Linked DNA regions of Sus scrofa: regions 1 and 2 are each linked to region 3. Evidence: chromatin contacts called from public HiChIP or PLAC-seq data. All regions are on one chromosome and are shown on one strand. Each heading gives the region's core, a stretch centred on a gene start, on an enhancer-like site or on the middle of the called end of the contact. The rest is flanking DNA. Distances are from core to core; before and after follow the strand shown.

Region 1 (4,195 bases), core at 333-2,832, 250 kb after region 3:
AGATGTTCATTTGTGCTGGATATTAGATTCCAGTTATAAGTGATATCATATGGTATTTGTCTTTGTCCTTCTGGCTCATTTCACTCAGGATGAGATTCTCTAGTTCCATCCATGTTGCTGCAAATGGCATTATGTCATTCTTTTTATGGCTGAGTAGTATTCCACTGTGTATATATACCACATCTTCCGAATCCAATCATCTGTCGATGGACATTTGGGTTGTTTCCATGTCTTGGCTATTGTGAATAGGGCTGCAATGAACATGCGGGTGCACATGTCTCTTTTAAGTAGAGTTTTGTCCGGATAGATGCCCAAGAGTGGGATTGCGGGGTCATATGGAAGTTCTATGTATAGATTTCTAAGGTATCTCCAAACTGTTCTCCATAGTGGCTGTACCAGTTTACATTCCCACCAACAGTGCAGGAGGGTTCCCTTTTCTCCACAGCCCCTCCAGCACTTGTTATTTGTGGATTTATTAATGATGGCCATTCTGACTGGTGTGAGGTGGTATCTCATGGTGGTTTTGATTTGCATTTCTCTTATAATCAGCGATGTTGAGCACTTTTTCATGTGTTTGTTGGCCATCTGTATATCTTCTTTGGAGAAATGTCTATTCAGGTCTTTTGCCCATTTTTCCATTGATTGGTTTTTTTGCTGTTGGGTTGTATAAGTTGTTTATATCAGACACATTTGTTTGATGTGATAATTAACTCCAGTTTGCACCTCTTCTCCTTCTGTTTTGCTTTAAAAGACAAATTTCAGCATTAGGAAATGACAGTGTTATAATGGAAGTCCTTATGAAAAGACAGTATGACCCCAGCCTCCTCAGTACAATCTCAACAGGCATATTATAAGGAAACAACAATATGCATCTTTGGAGTTACTGTATCTCTTTTATCTACAGGAAATTTACTTATTTATTTTCTTTTTGGCTGACCTCATGGCATGCAGAAGTTCCAGGGATGGGAATCAAACCTGTGCCACAGTAGCAACTTGTGCCACAGCAGCAACTTGAGCCACAGCAGTGACAACACCAGATCCTTAACCTGCAGAGCCACAGGGGAACTCCTCTACAGGAAATGATGCCCCATAAGTTCAAAGGATGGCAGAGGTTGTTGTGTGTTCACAAATTCCCAGTTCTTTATCTGTCTGCTGTAGTGCTACACCACATTTTGTCTTCTTCTTTGCAGTTGGGGGGTGTCATGTGATTGAGTTCTGGCCAATAAAATGCATACAGAATTAATGCATGGCACATCTATGTCTGGCCCTTAAAACTTGCCACCTAATTCTCCATGCTCTTTCTCTCTTCTCTTGTCCACTCACTAATGCCAGTAAGAGCCAGGAAAGGGCAGGCGTAGGAAAAAAGAAGCCTGAGTGGCAGCAAATCACTATTGGAAGAGACACAGCACCACCCAGAAGACTTGCATTTATCTGTGGCATGAGTGAGAAGTAGAATTTGATTTTGTTAAGTCACTGAAAATTTGAGGTTGGTTGTTATAGCAGACAGCCCACACAGAGCAATATCTGTGGCTGGCATGATAGCTCTTTATGTGGTGTGATCAAATAAGGAAGCTCTCGGATGTCCTCAAGGCCTGACGGCCATACAAATTTAAGGAACTGCATCAGTGTAGTTTACGGCGAGTCGGTCTTCTCATGGATGTTTCCCATGCAACTAATGCACTCCCTGCAGAGTGCCTATTGATTTCCAATACCCAAACTTCACAGAACACACATATTTTTCAATACGACATCCCCAAAGGGCAATACCACTACCAGTCTAGTGATGGAAAAAAAAAACCTGACAAAGCCAAATGAAGGGACCTCCTATAGCCTAGCTGACAATACTCCCCCAAATTGTCAAGGTCATCAAAAACAGGGTGAGTCTGAGAAACTGACATGGACAGCAGGAGCCCACAGAAGCATGACGACAGCATGGATTGTGGTATCCTAGGTGGGATCCTGGGGCAGAAAAAGGACATTAGGAAAACGCTAGAGACGTCTAAATAACACATCAACTTTGGTTTACAGTGAAGTTTCAATATCGGTTCATTTGTCGTGACAAACATGCATAGTAGTGTGGGATGTTAATAAGTGAGGAAACGGCATGGTGGAACAAAAACTATTTCAGCATTACGGTTTGTACATCTAAAACTGTCTCGTAATTAAAAAAAAAAAAACCCTACTAATTAAATAAAGTGAGGGTATCCGTTTCACAGAATACCTTACAGGAAAAATCTTGAATTACAAGAACAATTGGGTGAGAGTGGGTGTTGAAAGCACCTTTCAGGTCAAGGCCAGGTGTGTGTGCCTTGGGTGTTGTCCGCGCTGAGAGAGGCCAGCCTTGTACAAATAGCAGCTGTTGCTAACATCCTTGACCACTGCTCTGGCCATCAGGAAGCAAAGTGGCTGGCATGTATCATGTTAACCTGACGTTGATGAATACAAGTCAACAGAAGGTGGAAGGGCCTGAGGTTTGGAATGGGGACACACGGGGTCGCCTTGCACCGCGACGGTTCTTTGAAATTCATTCCCTCATAACTTCTTTGGAGCATGATTTCACTTTTCATCTGTTCTGTCTCAATTCAGGATTGGAAGTATAAATCCCTTAAAGGACTAAATGTATTTTATTCCTTTTGCCCTCTCCCCATCTTCCATAGCCCCTGGACACATGCCCACATGCTTGCTTATACACGCACGTGTGCATGCACGCACACACACACACATACACGCAGTACTTGGTCTGCCAACTTTTATAAACTCTGGGAGCATGGGCAAAAGTCATCACTATGGGGTAGACGGGGAGAGAAGCAGACATCACAGGCAGTGAGCATTGAGTCTTCTGCCCAGGGCAGAGCTTTTCATCTGATGGCTATCCAGGAGTTGGGGCAGGACACTTTGTGAAAACTCCGACACAGGACCAAGAAAGCAGGGAGTGATGCATTTTCTCTGGACTTATTATTTTTTTTCCTTAAACGTAAGTGAGCTCTCCAATTGTTGAAAGAGTTAATGTTTTATTTTTCCATCTGGTGATGAAAACATAACACCAGAGATACAGAAAGCCAGCTTTCAAAGGCAGATGCTGAAATAACAAAGTTGCTTTTAAAATGAGTACTTAAGAAAATGGCCGTTTTAAGTGGCATGGCACCAACATGGTTACGCCAGTATTTATTTTTCTGTGGAACGTGTGTGTATGTTGTGGGTTGTAAGAGGAACCCTGGCCAATCCTGGCCAGGCATAAAGGAATCATTTAGGGCTCTTCAAAATCATTAGGACTATTAGTCCTGACTTGAAATGAGTGAAATGCACAAACGCCTGCCAAGGAGGGAACAAGTTCTGCTACTTTTCAAAATCATCAAAGCGAGCTTCTCTGAAATATTTCAGAGCAGGGAGCCTTCCTGTGCAAAGGTCAGCAGCACAGACCTAGCCCACGTGCCAGGCTGTGGCTTCTGTTGGCCCCATGGCCATTCACACTGATGCATGAGAAGCTGTCATTGTGCACCCTCCTTGGGTCCAACAAGTGTCTTTCAGGAGGCAGAAGGTACACTTTCCTTTACCTGCAAGTAGAGGATATGAGCCTTCTCACAGCCACCCTCCTAAAGACATGGAGCCAGATCCCAGGATCATGACCTCAAGCCTTCCATTCCCCAAATTCACCACTTTTCACAGCACAACGAAGACCCTGCTTATTTCACTGATTGAGGTGTCTCAGGACACCTGCCTCATAAAAAACCATGTCTCAAAACAAATGATTGCATGTGGTTTGGAAGAAGACACTTGGATAGATGAAATGAGCTGAGTTTTTTTGTTTTTCCCCCACTAGGTGTACACACCCACATCGCTTGAATCACCTATATTTTATGTTTGGACAAAGCCCTTCACCTTGCAAGGTCCCAGACTTTATACTTTTTAAATGGAGGGATTGTCCTTGGCCAGAGGCTTTCAAACTGTGGGTTGTGATATCATTTTCATGGGTTGCAACCAGCCCTAAAACATGAATGGAATGGAATGGAATAGAACAGAAAGAATAGAGAGTTTCTGTTGGTTTTTTGTGGGTGGTCAATGTAAGTTCTGGTTTTAAGAAGTGTGTTGTTAAAAACACTTAATGCACGTAGACATGTGCCCACTATGTTACAGTGTAAAATGCACTGTGAATTTGGGACTCCACTGGCAGAGGTGATACTCTGATTTCTTTACT
Region 2 (4,150 bases), core at 665-3,164, 210 kb before region 3:
TGGAACTGGAATTCATTCATTTTGGAATTGGAAACCTGATTCTACTCAATTTTAACAACAATTTTTCTGTTGTCAGCGGATCTTGCTTAACTCAGAGCAATGACTCATCAAGCGGCCTTATCTATAGCCACTAGATGGCGCTCACATGCTATTGTAAAGGGATACTGAAGTTAAACTATTTGGAAAAACAATTTGTCTTCATTGAAGGTAAATACAGAATTAGCCTTACAACTGTACAGGCTTGGGGATTACAGATTTTTCTTGCCCCTTCACTTTTCTTGAGTGAATTTTCCACTAGACATCATGATTAAGCACAGGGACCCCAGAGTCAGGCTAAGTTCAAATACTGTCTCCATCATTTGCATCTAAATGACCCTGAGTAGGTCAGGTCACTTCAGTGTTCTCACCTACCAGATGGGTTAGTAATAACACATACCCCAGAGGGTGACATATATTAAAGCGCATAGTCTTACATGTGCTTGATTTTAAAAATTTATATATTTTTCTCCCCCCCCAGCTTTATGAGATATAATTGACATATAACACTCTAAGTTTAAGCTGTACAACACGATGATTTGATACACATATATGTTGCAAAATGATTACCACAATAGGACTAGTTGTGTGTTTGCAGTATTTGCTAATATTTTTTTTTTCTTCTTTGTGGCATTGCTGATCACTTAAACAAATGTTTTCCAAATACCAGTTCAAGGACTAGCAATAGCAGAATCACTTAAGGATCTTTCATAAAATATAGACGTATGAGCTCCTTCTCTGGGGCATTTATTTCAGTAATTTTGAGATGGGGGTTAGGGACTTACAGTCTTTAAAACTTTTCAACAGGTGGTTCTGATGCTTGTCTAGATTTTGGAGACAGTGACATAAACTACCCAGAGATGTTGCTGTCTATCCAAGTCCAGTCATGGTGTAAGGACCTCATGTTATCTGTACACTGGCCATTTCCAAGTCCCAGTTCCCTTTTAACATGGAGTACGCGCCATCCAAAGTGCTGACTTTGGGATGGTTTCCTCCAACCACTATCTTTTAAGGCCGCCCCCTCCAAGTGAGGCTGAACAGCAGCCACTGTTTGTTTGGCTTGTGCCTTTGGTATTCAGCTGACTCATGGATAAATCAAGCTTGGGCTTTCCCCTGCTCCATCAGCTGGTCATAACGGACCTCCCATGTGGCCATGGGTATGAGCTAAGGGGAGGCACTGATGCAGCAATGGTGAATACCATGGAGATCTGGGGTACCTGCTGGGATAACTTGTTTATGCCCTGATCTGGATGCACCACTTTCATCTTACAATAGATGGCTGTTGGGTATGTGGCTTCCTGGGTGTGACGGAACCCAGCTCATCATGGATGGTTGATTACCTCGTGTCCCCTGGTTGGGGACAGCAGCATGCGGGGTGCTCTTTATTCTAAAGCTATATTGTTATTAGATGTAGTGGACATGTTTGCTCCAGAACTCTTAAGTTTCGGAGTTGTGATTTTCCCAATTTGGATTGCCAAAAACTCCACACTGTGTTTCTTTTCCATCACTAGTACTACTAATGCCAGAGGGTCTGCTGGGCCATGAAGCTTAGGCCATAGGGCCATTTATGCTGTGGCAGGACTTTTGCAGAGATTTCCCTGTTTTGATGGCCATTCTATCCCTTGTTATATGGATACGAGCAATATTCCCAACTGTGAAACTAGTGTCCCTGAAACCTAAAGGCTATTGTGCTGCAGTTTTACTTTTTTTTTTTTTAAGAAGGGGTGAGATAATAATTTGTTATTTACTTTGGCTGAGATATCCTGAAATGCCTAGACCCTAGACCTTTAAAAAGTTTGCTGATGTGGCCTGTGATGGTTAGTTCCCATTTTATTTATGGCATGAGTCTGACTTGTGAAGGCTTTGAGTATCCTTGACACTTCTTGCTCATCAGGTCTGATTTACATGATGTCACCCCCAGCCTGATATCCTGCAAATGCCCAGCTTGTCCAGGGCTCCTCAGACTATATTATGACAGAGAGAAGAGAGTTAGCATAGCCCTGGGTCAACACTGCAAATGAATACCGTTGTCTGTTCTGAGCAAATGTGAACTGTTTCTGATCCTTCTTTTTGATAGGGATGAAAGGACAGAGTTCCCAGATCAAAGGCTGCACACCATGTACCTGAGCCTGTGTTTAAGAAAAAATAGACTATCTGGTAAGGAAGCTTCAGTGCCAGCTGTGGCTGCTGCTTGTTTAAGTCTGTAGGAGTCTGTCACCCTCCAGGACCGATGTGAGTTCTGCAGGGCCCAGACTGATTAATTCAATGGTGATATGATAACAGCCACACTCTGCATCCTGTAGGTACTTAAGGGTAGTTCTAAGCTTCAAAATCCAAACCTCCCCCTCTAACCCATCCAAGGATACGATATCGTTTTTGATTTACTCTCTTGGCTGGGGTAGGAGACAGTTTAGAAACTTCCCCCTTGAGCTTCCTCACTGTGATAGCTCTTATTTGTGTAAGCCTTGGCAACCATCAGTTTATCTGTTCCTAAACACTTGGGGACTGGGGGCATGATTCTTTCCCACCAGGAGCTCTGAGCTTTGTCCAAGCAGAGCTGCCAGGTTTGGTTGAGATCCCGTGGAACCCTGCTATTTTCATGAATAAGTCCTGTGCCTGATCCTTAGCTTTCTCTGCAATTTGAATACGAGGGCTGAGTCTCTTTAGGAGCTGGCAAGGAGGACTTCTGCCTTTCACACTTAGCATTTCATTGATGGTTAACATCCTCAGGCTTTTGCTGTCACCCTCCCAAACATCAAGAGACCTGGACAACAGCCATCCAATCTTACCTCTTCAGAATGGCTCTTTCCTGTTTGTATTTCTCAAACAGCCAGTGGAAATGCACGGGCCATGCATTTCCTGCCCCAGTTCTCTGCTGCTTTGAACCTCGAGCTGCGTGATAGAGATTCACTGCTAGCTGGGCAGTGGGTGGTCCAGTTCTGAAATTATATTAATTAGCCTTGCTTTCTGGAACCACTTCTGGCATCAGGGTGGGTTCCTGAAGCAGACGGTGAGGGGCACATCAGCATGGTGGACGTTGGTTAGGGGCACTCTGGTGATCCAACCAGGGAGGAAGCAGCAGGGGCCAGAGGAGAAATTGAACAATGTGGCTCTTATCCCATGGAAGCTGGCATCGTTTTCAGAATCCTGCTGAGTTGGAGCAGGAGGTCAGGCTGCCATGCTCCTGACTTGTCAGCCAGTCATTAGACTTCAGGTTTTGCAGGAAAAGGGTGTGATCTCATGCAAGGTGGTTCTCATCAGCCCAGGGCAGCATCTGCAGAGCAAGGACAGTCCTCCCAGCTCTGCAGAAATGCACCTTTCAGTCCCGAAGGGGATCCGAAAAATGCAGAGGGTGGCCATGCCAATCACTCCCCACTATTTGTTGTATTGGGCTCCCTTCGAGCCTCACATGGCAGCGCTGATCCCTTTTTCTGGTGGTTGGAGCGAATGCTGAAATCGTGCCACAGATTGGAGGCAGCCCTTGGACTGGGGGTACCATCATTAGAAGCTCTCTTCTCATTGTCTCCGGAATGTTAAGTCTTTTCCATGGAGACATGCTATCCTAGAAGGCTTAGGCCACACTTGGCCATCTCTATCTCTCAGACACCAATTCTCGGGGGTGAATTGGAGCCTCCACCTGCTGCTGGGCTGTCATCAAGCCAGAAGCGACACTGAGACAATCTAGCTGTCCTCTGCACATTGGGAGCTGATGAAGGTGAATCGGGGGAGCTGCAGACACAGACACAACGGGCTCATGCAGGTTTTGAACTGCACATCCCAGAGCCGACCACAACAAAAGCCCCAACGAGGAAAGGTCAGACCCATGAAGTGCTATTTGTTTTCACGGAAACTTCATCCCTCCCACTTAACACCCGTCTAACCAGAAACGGAATCAATTACCACGTGTCAGCCTGAAACCTGACCCAAGAAAGAAAAGAAGGACACAACCTCCCCTGGGGGGTGGCAGGCGGGCAGAGGGGGCTGGGGAGATAGAAGCCTCTGGGCGGGAAGCCATGAATGAACCACTCTCTCCTGTAATTAAGAGTGGAAGGCGCCGAGACCCTGCCCGCTTTCCTCTCTCCCTTGCGTATCCTTTGAGCCGGGATCAGTTTTA
Region 3 (4,643 bases), core at 380-2,879:
AAGGCCAGGGATCAAACCTGCATCCTCATGTTTACGCATAGGGTTCTTAACCCACTGAGCCACAATGGTAACTCCCTAACTTGGTGACTTAATTTTGCCTGTTTTCTACCCTAAAGAAAAAGCTCCACTAAAGTAATTTGTAAAAGAATGTTGATAACAGCCCCAAACTGGAAATATCCTAAGTGTTTCTCAACAGGAGAATAAGTAATCAAACTATTATTTTATTCGTACAGTGAAATGCCATTCATTAATAAAAATGAAAAAACTACTCATATACACAACATGGATGAGGCTCAAACCTAAATTAATTTTCTAATTATTAATAGAAGTTTTAGGAGTCCCTGTTGTGGCTCAGGGGAAACAAATCTGACTAGTGTCCGTGAGGATGCAGGTTTGATCCCTGGCCTCGCTCAGTGGGTTAAGGATCCAGCATTGCTGTGAGCTGTGGGGTAGGTCGCAGACACTGCTCGGATCTGGCATGGCCGTGACTGAGGCTGTCTGTGGCTGTGGCCGGTAGCTACAGCTCTGATTCTAACTTAAGCTTGGGAACCTCCATATGCCATGGGTGTGGCCCTAAAAGACCAAAAAAAAAAAAAAAAAAAGAAGTTTCAGTACCTTTTTTGTCTTTTTAGGGCCACACCCGCAGCACATGGAAGATCCTAGGCTCAGGGTCTAATTAGAGCTGTAGCCACTGGCCTACACCACAGCCACAGCAATGGGGATCCGAGTCGAATCTGCATCTTACACCACATCTCATAGCAATGCCGGATTCTTAACCTACTGAGTGTGGCCAGGGATCAAACCCCCGTCCTCATGGATACTAATCATATTCCTTACTGCTGAGCCACAACGGGAACCCCTCAGTACATTTTAAGGCTGGGGCAAGTTTCGCTTTTGTTTTACACATCTCTGTAGTGGTTAAATTATTATAACAATCACATATTAATATTAAAAATTTAAATATAAAATGCAATAAACCTTGTAATTAAGGTTGGTAGGTAAGCAGTAATTTTATATTATAAAATTAAATATTTTAATTATTTTTGATTTATAATTCAAATATAAAATATATTATTTATATTTTAAATATAAAATTAAGTAATGGAAGTGAATTTGAAAGTGAAGGAGATCAAAACATATCCACCTGAAATATGCTGCTTTGGGATATTGATTAGTCTGAACTGTAAATAACTGAGCAACAGCTCTCCACTCTCACCCTTTCTGCCTAAAATCAAGACAGAAATTTCCCACGAGAAAGATATCTCTTGATACCAGAAAGAAGAGAACATTCTTATCCTGGGAGATGGGGGTAGGGTTTGATGCCAAGATGAATGGACTCATCAGAAGCACAAACCTTACTAAAATAACCATCATTGTCCATTAGTTTCCCTCATGTATTTCCTATCCACTTTCCTGCAGTGGATCACACCTAAAAACTCAAATCCCTTTCCTTTGTCTTGTCACTTCTCCACAAATTTATCATCTTTTGTTAAGGCCGTATGTAAGCTCCTGAGTCTTGCCAGTTCTTTGGAGTTTTCACTTTCCACCTATGAAGCCCTCTGTGTCCCATAAAACATGTTAACATCGGAGTTCCTTTGTGGCTCAGTGGACTAAGAATCCAGTGTTGTAACTGCAGCAGTTGGGTCATTACTGTGGCGCAAGTTCAATCCCTGGCCCGGGAACTTCCACATACCACAGATGCAGCCAAAAAGAAAAAAAGAAGATATTCATATCATATGAACCTTGTGCACTTTACTTACATGACTCTATCCGTTGTTAGTTTGAGTACCCCAATAAAAAGATCTAAGAGGGTAGAAGAAAAGATTTCTCCTATAAAAACAAAGAACCAAGTCACTAATTGTTCTTCTAGGTGACTTAGAGAGTGAGGACCATATACAGAATAGGTTACTCATTTAGTCACTGAACAAACTCAAATTTCAACTTCAGAATAAATAAAAATTAATTTTTATTTGACTTACTATATCATTTGGGATGCATTTGGAGAAATAGGAAACATACTAACAGAGTTTTAAATCAAAAGGACACTTATTTACATTGCAAAAACTGCAAGTAGGTGCTGGTCCCAGGCACAGCAATGACTTCAACTCCTAAACTTTTCTTTCTCTTTCATTTGAGCAATGCCCCCCAACACACTCCTGTTCACAAGACGGCTGCTGCTGCTCCAACCACTGTGTCCTCACACATCTGTGTGCAGCCAGCAGGAGGAGCTGGTGCCAAAGGGCTTTCTTTTCTGCATGTCCTATTTGTCAGGGAGGAAAAAGTCTTTTCTGTAAATCCAGAAGAGATTTCTTACATCTCTTTGGTCAGAGTAAGGTCAAATGGCAACCACTAATCACTGGCTAAATCAATTGGGATTGTCACCATTCAGTTATACCAACTAAATCATCCAGATTAACACATTGCTGCCTGAACAAAATCAGACTCTATAGACTAGGAAGACATTTCCAATGTTTGTGTAGATCAATAATTACAGGTTGTTTCAATAATGCCCTGTGCAATCAATGCTTAGGGTGTGGACATTTTATCCTGAGGTAAAGAAGGGAAAAAAGGTAAGTTCTGGCTTAAATCACACCAGCTTTGCATCTTTGAGCAAGTGACTAATTTCTTGAGGGTCAATTTCCTTATCTGTAAAGTGGGAATAATAATAATCCCTGACTTGTAGGAGCTGGGAAGGAATAACAGAAATAGTGCAATGGAAAACCCTGGGCATAGTGTCTGGCATGTGATCTGTGCTTAATAAACAACAGGTGGCAGAAAGAGGAGACTGGGCTTAAACCACAGCTTGTGTCAACAAGTCAGTTTGTACATTCCTATAGATGTTCCCTTTAGAGACGTAGAGAGTATGTACTTGAAGTCGTCATGGGGTTGCTGTGAGGAGTAAATGAGGTTCAGGTAAGCCCATGGTTGATGCCCAGTGAGTTCTACTTGGGGAATCAGGAGTCCAGTTGGGAATCAGGCGACTAACCTTGTCTGACAGGTGAATGTGGTAATGACAATGCCTAGAATGGGCACGCCCCCTTATGCAAATGGGTGGGTCTGCGCTTACCTGTCTGTGTGCTGTTCCGTGAGCATTTTTAGGAAATGGGTGAAGGTCTGGCCTTGCAGGCTGGGATCTGTGAAGGGAAGACTTAACCCAGAGGACTGCAGGTAGAGGATGAATCTGGGAAGCCTCCAAAGCCCCAGGTGCTTTCTTCACAAGATTTTGCAATTTTATTCTGGATTTTTGGATGTTTCCTTTTTTTGTTTTTAAAAATTATTATTATTATTTTTTACAGCTGCACCTGTGACATATCAAAGTGCCCAGGCTAGGGGTCAAATTGGAGATGCAGATGAGGCCTATGCCAGAGCCACAGCAACATGGGATCCAAGCTGCATCTGTGACCTACATTGCAGCTTGTGGCAATGCCAGATCCTTAACCCACTGAGATAAGCTAGGGATTGAACCCATGTCCTCAAGGAAACTATGTCTTGTCCTTAACCAGCTGAGTTAAGCCACAGTGGGAACTCCAGCTTTTTGCTTTTTTATGCTTTGGCCTCTGACATCACTAAGCAGGCAAATCCTTAGTAAACTGTACAAGGACTTGGACCTTTGTGATTTTATGCTACAGCTTTATCCATTAGGAAATACGCTGATAAATGAAAGTGGTTCTGTGCCTTTGCCCACTGCTTCTCAGTATGCAAAAGCTCTTCACCGACACTGGAACACTTGATCCCATACAAAAAAGTAGGGTCTTTTTCTCCCTTTCTAAAAATGGAGAAAATACTACCTCATAGAGGTTAAACAATTTAGTCAAAATTATCTATGTAGTATTTTATTAGGAGTTGGAATTAAAAATCTGATCTTAGGGAGTTCCCGTCATGGCTCAGCGGAAACAATCCAGCTAGGAACCATGAGGTTGTGGGTTCTATCCCTGGCCTTGCTCAGTGGGTTAAGGATCCGGCGTTGCCGTGAGCTGTGGTGTAGGTCTCAGATACGGCTCAGATCTGGTGTTGCTGTGGCTGTGGTGTGGGCTGGCAGCTACAGCTCCAATTGGACCCCTAGCCTGGGAACCTCCATATGCCATGGGTGCAGCTCGGAAAAAAAAAAAAAAAAGACCAAAACTAAAAATCAAAATCTGATCTGATGGCCCTAATATCCTTGGGAGGCAGAGCTTTGACTCTTACAAACCAGGAACATCCTTTTTCTTTCTTTTTTTTTTTTTGTTTTTGTTTTCTTTTAGGTTTCTATAAATTCATAATTTTTCTCTGTTATACATAACCACAGAATGAAAATAAATGCCATCTGACCTGCTAGGTCACACAGGGAACTCTACTCAATATTCTGTATTAACCTGTAAGGGAAAAGAATCTGAAAAAAATGGATATGTCTATGTATAACTGAATCACTTTATTGTACAGCAGAACATTGTAAGTCAACTCTGCTTCAATAAAACTTAAAAAAGAAAAGAAAGAAAACCCCATCCACATCACAGCGTTATCTTGGCTCCCAATATAGAGGGAAAAATATGTGCACATCTTTCAACAGTGTAACCCATCATTGGATGGCGTGGAGACTTTCCCATGTAGGAGATTCTGAAGCCTGAGAGTTAAACGCCAAAGTTGACTCTTACCACCTTTGTGAA

Evidence for each region. HiChIP or PLAC-seq counts read pairs in DNA pulled down with a chosen protein or histone mark.
Region 1: an H3K27ac HiChIP or PLAC-seq map of alveolar macrophages shows a contact between it and region 3. The contact joins two enhancer-like sites. A contact is called at or near these places in 1 of 47 Hi-C or Micro-C datasets (embryonic fibroblasts) and 1 of 2 datasets of contacts at active chromatin or transcription factors (alveolar macrophages).
Region 2: an H3K27ac HiChIP or PLAC-seq map of alveolar macrophages shows a contact between it and region 3, with 7 times the contacts expected there. The contact joins two enhancer-like sites. A contact is called at or near these places in 4 of 47 Hi-C or Micro-C datasets (embryonic fibroblasts, heart right ventricle and subcutaneous adipose tissue) and 1 of 2 datasets of contacts at active chromatin or transcription factors (alveolar macrophages).

Annotation. Positions count from the first base shown.
Region 1 is chr13:198,926,653-198,930,847 of Sscrofa11.1, reverse strand. No RefSeq gene overlaps it. Among named protein-coding and RNA genes, the nearest start is that of RUNX1, 290 kb to the right of the region's middle. Within about 2 kb of position 1,582, at least 3 of the 83 cell types and tissues checked have an H3K27ac peak or open chromatin away from gene starts, as enhancers often do. A contact at or near this core is called in alveolar macrophages, where this site is marked.
Region 2 is chr13:199,387,560-199,391,709 of Sscrofa11.1, reverse strand. No RefSeq gene overlaps it. Among named protein-coding and RNA genes, the nearest start is that of SETD4, 200 kb to the left of the region's middle. Within about 2 kb of position 1,914, at least 5 of the 83 cell types and tissues checked have an H3K27ac peak or open chromatin away from gene starts, as enhancers often do. A contact at or near this core is called in alveolar macrophages, where this site is marked.
Region 3 is chr13:199,179,702-199,184,344 of Sscrofa11.1, reverse strand. No RefSeq gene overlaps it. Among named protein-coding and RNA genes, the nearest start is that of SETD4, 410 kb to the left of the region's middle. Within about 2 kb of position 1,629, at least 2 of the 83 cell types and tissues checked have an H3K27ac peak or open chromatin away from gene starts, as enhancers often do. A contact at or near this core is called in alveolar macrophages, where this site is marked.